Linked DNA regions of Gossypium hirsutum: region 1 is linked to region 2. The links are chromatin contacts, called in public Hi-C maps. All regions are on one chromosome and are shown on one strand. The core of a region is the stretch at or near the end of the contact, and the rest is flanking DNA. Distances in the headings are between cores, read along the strand shown.

The links. A called contact is a pair of places that touch in the nucleus more often than the background predicts.
Region 1: a Hi-C map of leaf shows a contact between it and region 2, with 3 times the contacts expected there. The contact joins the promoter of LOC107890161 here to the promoter of LOC107916810 in region 2. A contact is called at or near these places in 7 of 34 Hi-C or Micro-C datasets (callus, hypocotyl and leaf).

The regions. Positions count from the first base shown.
Region 1 is chrA11:76,074,683-76,081,499 of Gossypium_hirsutum_v2.1, forward strand. It overlaps LOC107890161, which reads right to left and starts at 3,359. Exons shown (of 12, transcript XM_016814663.2): 1 at 3,291-3,359; 2 at 3,122-3,178; 3 at 2,808-2,898; 4 at 2,311-2,530; 5 at 1,980-2,103; 6 at 1,830-1,897; 7 at 1,327-1,509; 8 at 1,069-1,194; 9 at 499-837; 10 at 1-124. The coding sequence starts at 3,176. It overlaps LOC107890171 (pentatricopeptide repeat-containing protein At4g21190), which reads left to right and starts at 5,887. Exons shown (of 6, transcript XM_016814670.2): 1 at 5,887-6,025; 2 at 6,211-6,295; 3 at 6,434-6,532; 4 at 6,731-6,817. The coding sequence starts at 6,212.
Region 2 is chrA11:75,462,340-75,469,021 of Gossypium_hirsutum_v2.1, forward strand. It overlaps LOC107916810, which reads left to right and starts at 2,002. Exons shown (of 7, transcript XM_016846185.2): 1 at 2,002-2,516; 2 at 2,996-3,025; 3 at 3,483-3,581; 4 at 5,440-5,563; 5 at 5,716-6,025; 6 at 6,153-6,207; 7 at 6,383-6,624. The coding sequence starts at 2,358. The coding sequence ends at 6,451.

The sequences.
Region 1 (6,817 bases), core at 2,109-4,608, 610 kb after region 2:
AGAGTGATTTGAGTGCTTGTGTGGTTTTTTCTCCACCAGCTTTCAGGCGAGATATAATTTTGGCAGCCGAGTGTGCAATAGCATCAGGTTGAGCCTGCTTGAAGTCTTCTAATTCAACATCTGTCTGGACATGCAGAAAAAATCAATTATTCTCCAGCAATCTCATACGGTGGGAGAACAGGAAAGAAAAAATAAAGTCAATATTACTCTAATAGCAATAGCAAAGACAGGTAATAGGTGGTAGTTGATGGAACAGCTACTATGGCTATAATCTGTATTGTGTCATAGAAAACCCTTAGACATTGCCAAAAAGGCAATAGGCCTATATCATCTTAACTAAAAATTTGTTGACAAAATGCCGGACTTAGTAGCACTCAAGTAATTTCATGACTGTAGCTAATACCTCACACACATAAAATAGATATCCACAAGATAATCAAATCAAATTTACATGAGAAAAGGAATGAAAATCAGGGAACGTGAAAGCCTCTTACAGACCTGATGTCCATGTGCTGTAATTAGCTGAATTTTAATCATCTCTAATTTGTAAAATGAAGACCCATTTGTTGAGATCTCATTTTTCCCTGATCTTTCAGATGATGTACTCTTTCTTGATAACTCTGATTCATTTCCATAACCATTAATTATGCCAAGATCTTCTACTTTGTCTCCCACAACTTTCTCAGCCTGATTTGTGTCAGAACCATGAGACTGATTGGTAGACATGTGCTTCTGAATTTCAGAATGTTCTTCAGTGAGGGCAGGCCTTAGAAGGCCTTGGATAGCTAAACCGTCCGAAGGTTGTTCCATCCAGTCTACAGGATCATCTGAAGCTGCCTACAAAACATAAGTAAGAGAAAATCATTGTGAAAATGCCGTTGAAACAAACCATGCATAAAGATATCATCTTTGTAAATATGGACTCAACAAGGGCGTAAGGTGCTTAAACTCAAACTTAATACATATTAGTACATGCTATATAGCTAACTTGAATTTTACTTCATGTTCTCTTCCTAGCACTGCTTCCTCGCTAGTTTTATTTCAGTATCTGACATAGAGTGTCATTACCTCAGTCAACTTTTTGGCAAAGTACATAGGATGGGATGAACGCATAGTATCCAATTTTGCCCAGTCCCCAAGAGTCCCATCAGAGTCATCTTGATCAGCTTCATCTTCAAGAGCAGCAACCCACTCCTACAAACAATAAATTAATATATATTATATATATATATATAGCAAACAGGTTAATGAAAGTATCTCATAAAAAACGCTAGGTTCATGCATCATATTCGAAAGGAAGCGGGAGAAAAAGGAAAAAGGTCAAACCTCATCATAATCATCATCATCATCATCATCATCATCATCATCATCATCATCCTCATCCTCATCTTCATCTTCAATATCAATATCTTCATTGTCAATTTCCTCAATTCCAAAATCAACTTCTGATGGACCTGATAATTCGATTTCCTTCATGATTTCCGTAGTGTCAAATCCTATAATGACTTGCTGCATTATACAAACTAAATAAGCTTTAAGGAACACAGTAGCAAATAAGAGGACTCTTTGTAGACCTTTTCTCATATTCGATAGCAACTCAACTCAAATGAAGCCCATTTGCAGGATAGAATGATGCAGTCATTAAAATGTCAAATCAATAAATGCAAAGTGCAAAACATATTTCAAGAAATCTCAGTTATGAAAGGGTTACATGGACAAACACGTCAAACTAGAAAGGTGAAAACTACATGCAAGATCTAAGCACCATCTTGAGACATGCATGCAGGTAACAGGTTAGCAAAATTTTCAGAAAGAAATGCGCTGCATACCACAAAGTTATTTTCTACAGTAAGACTTTGCAAAATATCTTCATCGCTTTTCACTTGCAAGTATACATCTGCAAGGCATCAGAGGAAAATTTCAATTTGCTTACTGAGGCAGCTAGGCTTAAATACTTCAGACCGGAACAGTCAACTTACTTCCATGCTCATCGGTTGCATAAGGCAAGTCTGGCCACATAATATTTTCATGAACTTCATCATTGATCATCCCTGTAAACATAACCGTTGCTTTACTATTCACCTGAAAATGGCATGCTACAGCCTACGTTAGCCAAACAAACAGATTGAGAAGCAGGAATTGAAGCATAAGAGTACATCTTCCAAGTGTTAACCAAACCAAATTGCAGAAAAGACATCTAAATTACTTTTCTTCAACAATAACAGAAAAGAATACCATGTTCAAACATATTCATTACATTAAAGCCATTCCTATGGATGTTGATTCAGTAATGAACAATAAATGCGATACCTCAATGATTGTCCTAGAGGTTTCTGCAGCTGTGAGTGTAGCATCATTGCTCTTTTTAGATGTAGCTTCACCAATATCCTCAAACGGATGGTAATGCGACCTTCCATTATGCTTTGCAGGATCGGATGCTGAGCCTAAATGCTCGGTAGTTGCCGGAATGTTATTCTTTACGAGGGTCCTTCTCGAAAGGGAAGCTCTATTTACTCTTCGAAATCCTTTCCTGCAAACAACTCTAGCCTTAACAATCATAACTACTACTCTTTATCTGCAGAACATATTACAAAAAGAAAAAAAAAATCCCCCCAAAAAAAGTTCCCCCTTTTAGGATTAGACTTGAACCAATTTATGATATTTTATTGATAATTCACCATTCCATATTTCTTTTCTTTTGGAGTCTAAAAATAAGCTAGTAAGATAAAATTTAAATTCAGAAGAGAAAAAGAAAAACCCCGAAAGATAACAACTAGCAAAAGGAAAATATGAATTGAACATAATACCAAGTTATGCCAAAGCCGCCATGGCTAAACAGCCGGCGGCAGGAGACGTGGCAACTAGTAACCTCACCGGAGCTGCACATAGGACGATAATCTACTCAAACAGTACATGCACAATATATACCAAAAAAAGGAAGTTAAGTCTCAATTTGGCAGCCGTGAAAATGCAAGAAAATTTTAAAATAAAAAACTAAACATATAGCCGATCGTTGCAGCACAGTGAAGTTGAACTGCATCTGTAATTCAGCTTTTTTTAGAAGTTGTTTATGATATTCGAAAATGTAAAAGAGAGAAGGAGAAGGATAGGGAGGAGCTACTGTGCAAGGCGGAGGAGGAGCAGAAATTGGTTGCGGCGGGAAATCGGACGGCCATAGCTGATTCAATCATCAACATCATTTAAAAAAAATTAAGGAAAAAAAAAAGACAGAAAATTAATTAGGCTGGTTTGGTGATGCATAAAGCGTCCATTCTCTTCGAAGAGCTAACCTGAGAAGATGAGGTATATGGGTAGAGTTCGTCTGCGGCGACTGAGATATTGTATTGCCTGCAACCGTACACGTTGTCGAATATAACTGGATATAAATTCTAAATAATGTTATGCGGGAGGGAAAAAAAAAGGTTAAAATATGCTATTAGTCCTTATATTTTGACAAAATTCGATATTTAAGTTAAATATTTAGTTTTTTACTCTAATTATGATTGTTGTTGGTAATTTTTATCAAAATTTATTAATTTAATATATTTAATTTTTTTGTCAGTCATATACAACTTCATATGAGGATATTTACTCAAAATACTAAGTTAACAATTTTTTTGGGAAAACTAAAGATAACTTAATAATAAGACTAGATTTTTAAATTAATTTTTTTATAAAAATTAAATTTTTTATTTTTTAAATATAACAACTAAATTTTAAATTTTATTAGAGTAAAAATATTAACAATATATTTTGACAAAAAAATAAATAAGCCTATTTATTTATTTAAGTTAAAATGTGTGTATGTCTAAACTTGCTCATGGGCCGAGTCACTCAGTCCCAAAGCCCTGCTCGAAAAGTGGGAGGGTTTGGATAAAAAGATAAACTCGAAAAATGGACTTGGGAAAAAAAGAGACCCGTTTAGAAAATTGGTAGAGCCTCGAGTAAGGCTTTTTTGGCCCAAACTTGACTCGACTATGCAAAAAAAAATGTTGTTTTTTACTATTTCGTTTCTATTTTCTTGTTTTTTTTTCACTATTTGTTATTATTTTACTATTATGTTGCTATTTTCTTGTTATTTTTTGAATATTGTATAACTCAGTATTTACTTATTAAGTTGCACCTATCTTGATATTATTTAAGTATAAATATTTTTTTAATTTTTTTTCAATTTGTTCAGAAACATTTATTTTAATATTTTTAGTATTTTTGATGTGTTATATATTTTTTAAAAAATTATATAAAAATAATAATATAAAAAAATTAATATAGCAAGTCAAACTCAAGTTTTAGCATTTTTATCCAAATCAAGCTTGGATAAAATTTTAGGCCCATTTTTCGGGTGAAGCCTAACTCGAGCCTAAAGTTCCGGTTGGACCTAGCTTGAATCCAGCCTGGCCCATAGACACCTCTACCTATGCCCATGTATTTTTTAAAAATTAAGAATTTAGTCCTTTTACTTTTCAGATTTCAATATTCAGGCGTAATTGTTTACACTTTTTTTTTGTTAAATTCATGTTAATTATAATATATTTTTTAAATTTAGGTTATTATAACAAAAAATTTAACAGTATTAGTTAGGGGTGAGCAAAACTCGATTCGATTAAAAAAACAAAAAAATCAAATTTCGAGTTAAACAAATCGAGTTATTCGAATCAATTTGATTTTCTTTTTCGAATTTCGAATTCGAATCAAGTTGAGTTTTCAAATTCGAATAACTCGAATAATTCGAATAAACGAAATATGAAACTATAATATTTTACATTTTTACCCTAAACTCCCAAAACTTTTACTCCTTCCCATTTTCCCACCAAAACTTTTACTCCCCTCCCATCCCAACCCCCCATCTTCCCAAAATCCATTTCCCACTAAAATTTTACTCTTTCATTTACTTTTTCTCAAAATTTTACTCCCAAAAACCCTCAAAACTTTTTATTTTCCCCTAAAATTTTTACTCTCTCCCATTTACCCCCTAAAACTTTTACTCCCTTCCCATACCACCCCCATTTACCCCAAACCCATCCACCCTCCCCAATTTTTTTTAATGTTTTTTCTCCAAAATTTTACTACCCTATTTACTTTCCCTCAAACTTTTACTTCCCAAAACTTTTTATTTTCCCCCTAAACTTTTACTTCTCACCCTTTACTCTTAAATAAAAAATCAAAATTATCCAAAAAAGAAAATTCCTAAATATAAATAGTAATAATTTTATTTATATCTACTATTTATATTATTAAATTAAATTTCACATTTTATATTATTTATATTATTAAATTGTTTAGTATTCGTGTTAAAATTTTATATTGGTATCAATTTCACATTTTATCTTTAAAATAACTTTTTATTAAAAAATCACATTTTACATTTAATATATTTTTTAATTCTAAAATACATAGTGACAAGAATATGAAGATAATTGAAATAACCAAGCAAACAAAAAAATAACTCGTATATAAAAGATTAATAAATAAATTATAAGGTGATGAAAGTTAATAAAAAAATTGATTACGGTAGACAAATTTTATTACGGTAGGTGATAGTGGTTATAAGGACCCAAAATTATTTTTTAAAATTTAACTCAAACAAATATATTTGATTCGATTCGATTCGAATTCCATCTTACTTGACTCGATTCGAGAAAATTTCAAATCAAATTAGAATGATAAAATATGATTCGTCAACTTGATTAACTCGAAATTTTTTCATTCGATTCGACCAAATGCTCACCCCCTAGTATTAATAATGAGTTGAACTTGAATTTTGAAATATCAACAGCAACTAAATTCCTAGAAATATAAGGACAGGGACTAAGTTTCTAAAATTTGAAAAGTACAGGACTATAGACAGATTTTAACCATTTATTTATTCTTATTGTTTGGGCAATTAGGAAATAAGAAGAAACGGGGAAAAAGCCGAAACCAAGGGAAAAAAGGAAAGAAAAAATCTTCCATCTACAACGCTGAAGCAAACTCTCGAGACTCAACCTTGAAATTTGCTGTTTCTTAAACCCTCAAGAAATAACCGGTATTCCTCTTTCAGTTTCTGTCTCGTTTAAGCAATTGCGTTTGGTTGCTGAGAAAATGCTGGAATATATAAGTTTAAGCATTTCTTTTAAGATTTTCTTGAAGCAATAAAATTGTTTAGTGGATGGCAACCACAATTAATCAAAATTTCTTTCTTTTTTTCCTTTTGGTTTTGCATTATATCAGGATGCTTTGTTGTGGATATGCTCTGCCACTCGTTACTAAAAGATTGGAATCAGTGAAAATTAACCAGAGACCTAGGAATACCGTGGTACGCTTTCAATTGAAAATTTCGCATATATAGATATATTGTCTCCTCCTAAACGCTAAAGAGAGAAGGGAATGCTGTATGAAATTTGAAATTCTAATGGTGTTTTTGGTGAATTAGTAAATCTGAAATGATTTTCAGGTATGCGCTGCTAAAGGTCCAAGACCTCGGTATCCTCGGGTATGGAAGTCAAGGAATAGAATTGGGACTGTGTCAAAATCAGCAAAACTTGTTACTTGTGTAAGTTCTTGTTTGCTTTACTATCTTAACTGTTATAAGTTAAATATTAGCGAAACAAATATCGTTAATGGTTGCTGATTCTGGAATGAGTGAGTTAACCTGAGTGAGCTCGTTACGAAGTAATTATAGACACGGATTTGATTCTTTTTATAGCAATCTTGGGATAATAGTCATCTATTACCGGCCATCCTTATGTAGGTTAAGCAACTGTCAAATGTCAAGGAGGAAGTTTACGGGGCTCTCGACTCCTTTATTGCATGGGAACTAGAGTTCCCTCTAATTACA
Region 2 (6,682 bases), core at 752-3,251:
CTAAATGTATTTTTGAAACCAATCTGTATAATGATCTATTATTTTGTTAAGACATTCTTTTTATGAGAATCTTCTTAACTTTCAATGCTTGTATTTGAATTATTATAATTTGTTCACGAACCTATTTATTTGAACTTATCTACCAAATGAATTAAACCCTATTTTAAAACGCCAGTGATGTACATTGAAACCTTTATAAAGTAATAGCCATTACATGTTTTCTACTCTTAAATCTGAAAAGTTTTACAAGCTTCCACTGAATGATTTGTTTAAGAATTACTCTGATTTTAAGTTGTGAGACATCATACTTGGTTTCAATTATCATGCCATGTTTAGTGCGTTACAAATTTTGTTTAGGTTATGAGAGATAATTTAAGAAGAAAAAGTTTAAAAAAGAATTATGTTAGTAATGTGTTATATAGATAAAAAGGAGTAAAAAAATAAGAAATAAAAAAGCAAAAGAGAAATACGTATTTTTATTGATCAATTGAGATGTTTACAATATTTTTTCAAAATTTATATTTATAGACATAAGAAGTATAAATAAAATAAAACTATACTTCTAATGAACATTAAAGTCCTAAAATATATCAAATTTATCTTAATATTGATGAACATTCACTTAAAAATAAAATTATTTATAACACAAATATATATTAAGTTCAAAACCTCCTTATATAGTTTTAATCAAATTTAAAATCTTTAAGCATCTTCATAAAAAAAATCTTTTTAATGAACACATGCATATAATGGATGTCACTAATAAAACAATCCCATTTCATAAAAAAAAAAGTTTTCAAAAAATTCGAGAAAATAAATAATAAACACATAATTTTTCATAAAGGAACATGACTAACCCACCATAGAGATTATCAGTATTTAAGAAAGTTACAAATCGTTTCTCCAAAACTTGCCCTTTATTATTATTATTATTATGATTTATCTAAACCTTTAAATAAGAGGATAATGTGTTTCAATACACTCGAACTCATGTCCTCCTATACGGGCAACAATACTAATACAAATAAAACTAAAACTCAATTGAAAATACTACTAAGGAATTTTATGTATTTTTTAAATTTACTATAATATTTTATTTTTTTAGTATTAACACAACAATGGCACAATATCTAAATATTGAAAATTAAAAATTAAAAATTAAAATAAATTAATATAATATATAAAATTTAAAAGTTCACATTACCTTTGTGTTAACTATTTAATTATTGGTTGAAAAAAAAATCTTAATAAGTGAGTGATCAAATTATAATCTTCTATATGATATTAGACTTGTCCATGAGTCGGGCTACCTAGCCCGATCCGACGGCTTGCTTGAAAAGTGGGAGGATTTGGGTAAAAATATAGGTCAGAAAAATGGGCTTAGACAAAAAATAAGGCCTGTTTAGAAAACAGGCTAAGCTTCGAGTAAGGCTTTTTTGGCCCGAGCCCAGCCCGACCCGACTCGAATATGCAAAAAAAATTGCTATTTTTTTAAAACTTTTTTTTGTTGTTTTTTGTTGTTTTCTTCTTGTTCTTTTTTCACTATTTTGATGCCATTTCATAATTTGTTACCTACTATTTTATAGTTATTATTTGGATATTGTGTAACTCTTGTTTTACTGTTAATTTTGTTACTATTTTAGAGGCATTTGCTTTTTATTATTATTAATTTTGTATATCTCAATGTTATTTAAGTATACATATATATATTTTAATTTGTTGGGAAATATTTATTTTAATATTTTTAATATTTTTGATGTATTATATATATTTTAAAAATTATATAAAAAATTAATACGGCCGAGTCGAATCAGGGTTTTAGCATTTTTTTAAATTAAAGTTAAATAAAATTTTAGACACATTTTTCGAGCCAAGTCGAGCCTAGTAAATGAACCTAAAATTTTTATTGGGCTAACCTGAATGGGCTCATGAATACCTCTATATGATATAGTTGATGGACGAAGATATTATAGTTTTGGGCTCTAAGTTAATCTTTAACCAACACCTATTTATCTGGGCCTAGGTTTAGGTCCCTTTGGAGTTTACTGATTCAGGTCTCTGCAATTGCCTGAGAACAATGAAAGGATCCATCCCATCCTAGTATCCAACCCCGAAACCCTTAATTTGAACATGTTTCGATTCGACTTTCTGCTTCGGTTTCATCATCAGCTAAACTTTCAGACATCCAAATCAACTGAGAAACATAAACTTCTGTTATCATCCTCCACCCGGAAAAGATTTAACCCTTTTGTTACTTAGAACCAATTCTTTTTACCACCAAAAGGAAAACCCAAAGCTTCCTCTATTGGTGCTGCTAATTTTGAAGAGAGTGTCTTTTTGTCTTGATTTTATCGGTTATGCAGATACCTAGATGGCGAAACGTGTTTCTACTGAAGAATTCATTGGTTCCACCTTTCTTATCTTCAAAAGCAACGGCTACTGTTGCAACAACCCACGTTGCTTCGTTTCATTCTACGCCTGTTACCTGTGAAAAATGGAAGAGCAAATGGGATTTTGTGAGTTCGGGGAGAGCTTGGATTTCTATTTTTATTTGAATGGCTGTAGATAGGGTTTCTGAAAGTTCAAATCCTTGAATAGCTCTAATTTGTGGCATTTCTTAGATGAAAGAAATAGTCTTGTTCTCTGAGTGCTATGTAAATTAATCTTTAACTTCAAAATTAAATTGAGAAATTTGAGCTTCAATGTTTCATGCTAAAAGTTTCTGCTTGCTGATTGTTATAGATGCTACCGTTGAGATTTATTCTATATTCATTATGTTTAGCTTCCCATATTGTCTCTTCCTGGTTCTGATCAAAGTACTTCATCTTCTATGTGAATAAGTATGCCTACTTGTTTCCTCCTCTGGCCACCACCAGTTGCATAGAATTGAGCTTCAGATGTTTGTAATGCATGAAAATTTTGGTTTAGTAATTCGTATAAATCTGTATGCATTGCTTTTGATGAGAAAATTTAACAATTAACCATATTTTTGCAGGAGGAAAGAAGAACACAACAACCAATTAAGGTATATAGCTTTGGCAGCCTCTATTTATGTAATTATCTGCCTGCATCTTTTAATCATCTTGGTCCTAGTATATCATATTGGCACGTTTTTAGATTGGTAATTTTCTGAAAACTTAGCAGACCAAATTCCAGTTCGAGTTTGTATGCCGAGGATAACCATGCTTGATTGCTAAAACAGCTATCTTATTCATCGTGGACTGGGAACATTCCTAGCAATCTTTTAGTGCAAATAAAATTCTAATGCATCTCACAAAAGGATTCCCCATGATTAATTTTAATGTTCACATTGACCAGGTGATGGGTGTCTTCTAGTAACTGATTAAGATGTTGCTATTTGTTAATTTCATCCTTCCCAAGTAGCTTTGTTATGAACCTTTTGTCTGCTTCTGGCATTTTACTTCTTACTTTATGTGTTCATAAAAAATGGAAATTTTCTGACATTTCAAATATTAATGCAGAATCACATAAGATATAGAGTACATCAAAGGCGTGCTGACGCAAAGAGTGCTCTAAAAAACCTTCTCTATAATAGTGGTTGCTCAAATGTTTCATTCCAGGTAAACTTTTCTGGACTCCTATTTGGTTTAGAACCTTGATCTTATTCAAGATGTGAACTTCAATATTTTTTATGCACTATTTATGTTATAGTTATGGCATAATTAGATTGCGATAAACTCTATTATTGAAACTCACTCTAAATTGTACGACTCACCTAGTTGTCTGCATCAAAAGTTGACCTAACTTGATTTGACCATAAAAGTTTACAATCCAACCAAAATTGAAATTATCTGAACCTAAAATTGTTGAATTCAGAGATGATCCAGACCTGAATAAACCAAGATCCTAACCTTGTATTAAACTGGTTTTAACTTAAAACTAAACAATTTGAACCTGAAATGACTTGAACTGAGCAAAACCCAATTTTTTTTATGCACTGAAGTTACTTGACCCAAACCCGACTAAACTTGCCTGGTTGACACCAGTAGTTTCGTTCCAATTTTATTTGCTTATTCGGATGTATTAAGGAGTTTTTCAATTAATGGACCAACAGTCTTCCCAGTGCTTTGGAGTTTCAATTGAAAGAATCCAATTTATATAGTTTTATCCAAGTTTGATTTTGGTCATGCTGAAAGTATTAGGACTGTTTAGGTGTCATCTAACCAAATGGACTACAAGTTGGCCGAATTGTAAATGTTTGGACATGTCGATAGTGCAATCTCATGGTAGAAGGTTGGATCCTGAGGACTAATTTATAGATTGAGAATGATGGCACCCGGTTATCTTTTTCTGAAATCTTTGGAGAGAGAGCACCCTAAGAAATACCATCAATTCATGTTTGTTACATGCATATTTCTTCATGTTTGCCAACCAAAGTTTTTTATGCCTCTTTTTCTGCTAATTTTTATTTTTTGGGTATGTTAAACCACAAGGGTGAATAAGAACATGTTAAGTGAAAGGTTTTAGAGAATTATAAGAATATTTGATTTGTTGAAGAGATGAAGGCTCTTGTATAATGGATCACAATGCCGATAATTTCCATTTTAGTTACTGATGTAACTGGCCACTTCAGAGGCAGAATTTTAAATTTGTTTACTGTACTATTTTCCAAAACCTATCTTATCCAAAGATGATAGATTCTATTAAACCATGCAATTGTTCAGTAATTGCACTGCAAAATCAAATGGGTTTTAGCATGGGTTATTGTGACAATTCATCAATAAAATTACTTTTGTATTCAATAAGCAGGATTTATGAATTTTAAAGGATCTTTCCAGCCCCTAGGCAAATTATTTTATTAGGATAGGACCAAGTTTAAATTATTTTCTTTGGAGGAGCCAATAATGCATGAAAGATCTATCTGATCTGCCTACATTGTAGGCTTATAAAACCTCATTTCCTGGTTTGTTATTGCCATTTAATTATCTCCCACAAAAAACCTCTATGAAGCATGTTTACATTTCATTACAAGTTGTAACATAAAACATGTTAGTGTTCCCGAACAAACATAGGTTCAAGCCTTGAAATTATTTTGTGTTTCTTCATATTGGCATTGCTGTCATTTATATGGAACCAAAATTGTTAAGTTTATGGTTCGTACAACATCCCATAAAATGTGCATCTAGGGTCCGAGCATAGTAGAAGCTTATGATTTCAGTTAGGCCATTGAAAGACTGAGGTTGCTGTTCGTTTTCAATGGACGATGATAAGTTGATTTTTTAAAAATCCAGTGGACTTGACATGCATGTAGAGCTTGAATGTTATTTATTTACCAAGAAACCATTGGACTGGAATGTATCTAAAACATGAATGCCTTTTATCTTCCTTCTGCTTTACATTGTACCAAAAGATTTGAGTTTACAGTTTTCATTAGTACCTGAAATTAAAATATAAACCTTGCCTTTGGCTTTTATCTAGGATGAAGTTCGAACATGGAAATTTGATGGGACAGAAGGCTGGGATTCAGATGGTTCTGACAAGAAGCGGTCGTCAAGGTATTCTGGACGACATGCTGGGAAATCTAACCGCAAAAAAGTTAAACGTGAGCTTCCTCTTTTCTTTTTTCATTCATTTCCCCTTACTGTTTATTGAAGCACAACTAAAAAGAAAAAAAGAAGCCTCCTTTATGCACTATTTTTAGCAGAACTAGCTCTCATATTTGACACTCATTGTCCTTTTTGTTACATGGTGCAGGAAATTTTAGAAGAGAGAGTTTCTCTGACGACTTTGATCATCCTGAGAGAATCTTTCAAGCTAAATTTGGGAACAAATGGTATACTTGGGCTTCTGGTGGAGATAAGTCTTTCAAGAATCCAGAATCTGGATTTGAGTGGAGAGAAAAATCAGGCTGGATAAATCAAAGGACGAAGGAGTGGGAAAATACTAGTGACTCTGAGTCTGAGTCTGAGGAGGAGAAGTCATATGATGTAGGATCATGTTCTGATAGAGAAATCCTTGGTTTGCCTCGAGCAGGCCCCATAAAGATTGAAGACGTTAAGAATGCGTAAGTACTCAACCTAATATTTGAGAGGCCTGTCATCTTGAAGATTGGACGTTACATATTTGAGTTTTTCCTTGCTCCAATTTTTTTATATGCATGTATTCTAAAGTTCATTAAAATTGCCATTCAGCTTTCACATATCAGCTTTGAAGTGGCATCCTGATAAGCATCAAGGTCCTTCACAGGTTAGTTAGAATTTGCAAAAATTTTGTTTTTGGCTGCTCATCTAATTCCAAACGAAATTTTTATGGATTTTAATTTCTGGTTTATCAAATTTGTTGTGTTTCTGTAGTGAAGCGGATCCCGTCATGGTTTCTTTTAATTTTTTTGTAGTGACGTAACATCTATACATTTATGCAGGAGATGGCTGAAGAGAAATTTAAGATGTGTGTAGGGGCGTACAAATCATTATGCCATGCTCTATCGTAGCTCCAACCAAGTAAGTAGTCTCGGAGAATAATAGCTAACTGAATCTGTTCTATTTTATTCTGATCATAATCATAGTCAAATTGTCAAAAAATTTGTTTGGCCCAACAATTGACAATGGTCCATTATTTTGTTGCTAAAACTCCAAAAAAAGTAATTACATTCTGATTTAGTAATTCTCTCCTTTATCTTTCTTTTTTTTTTTGGGTCTTGGTCTGTTTCTTTCCTAATATT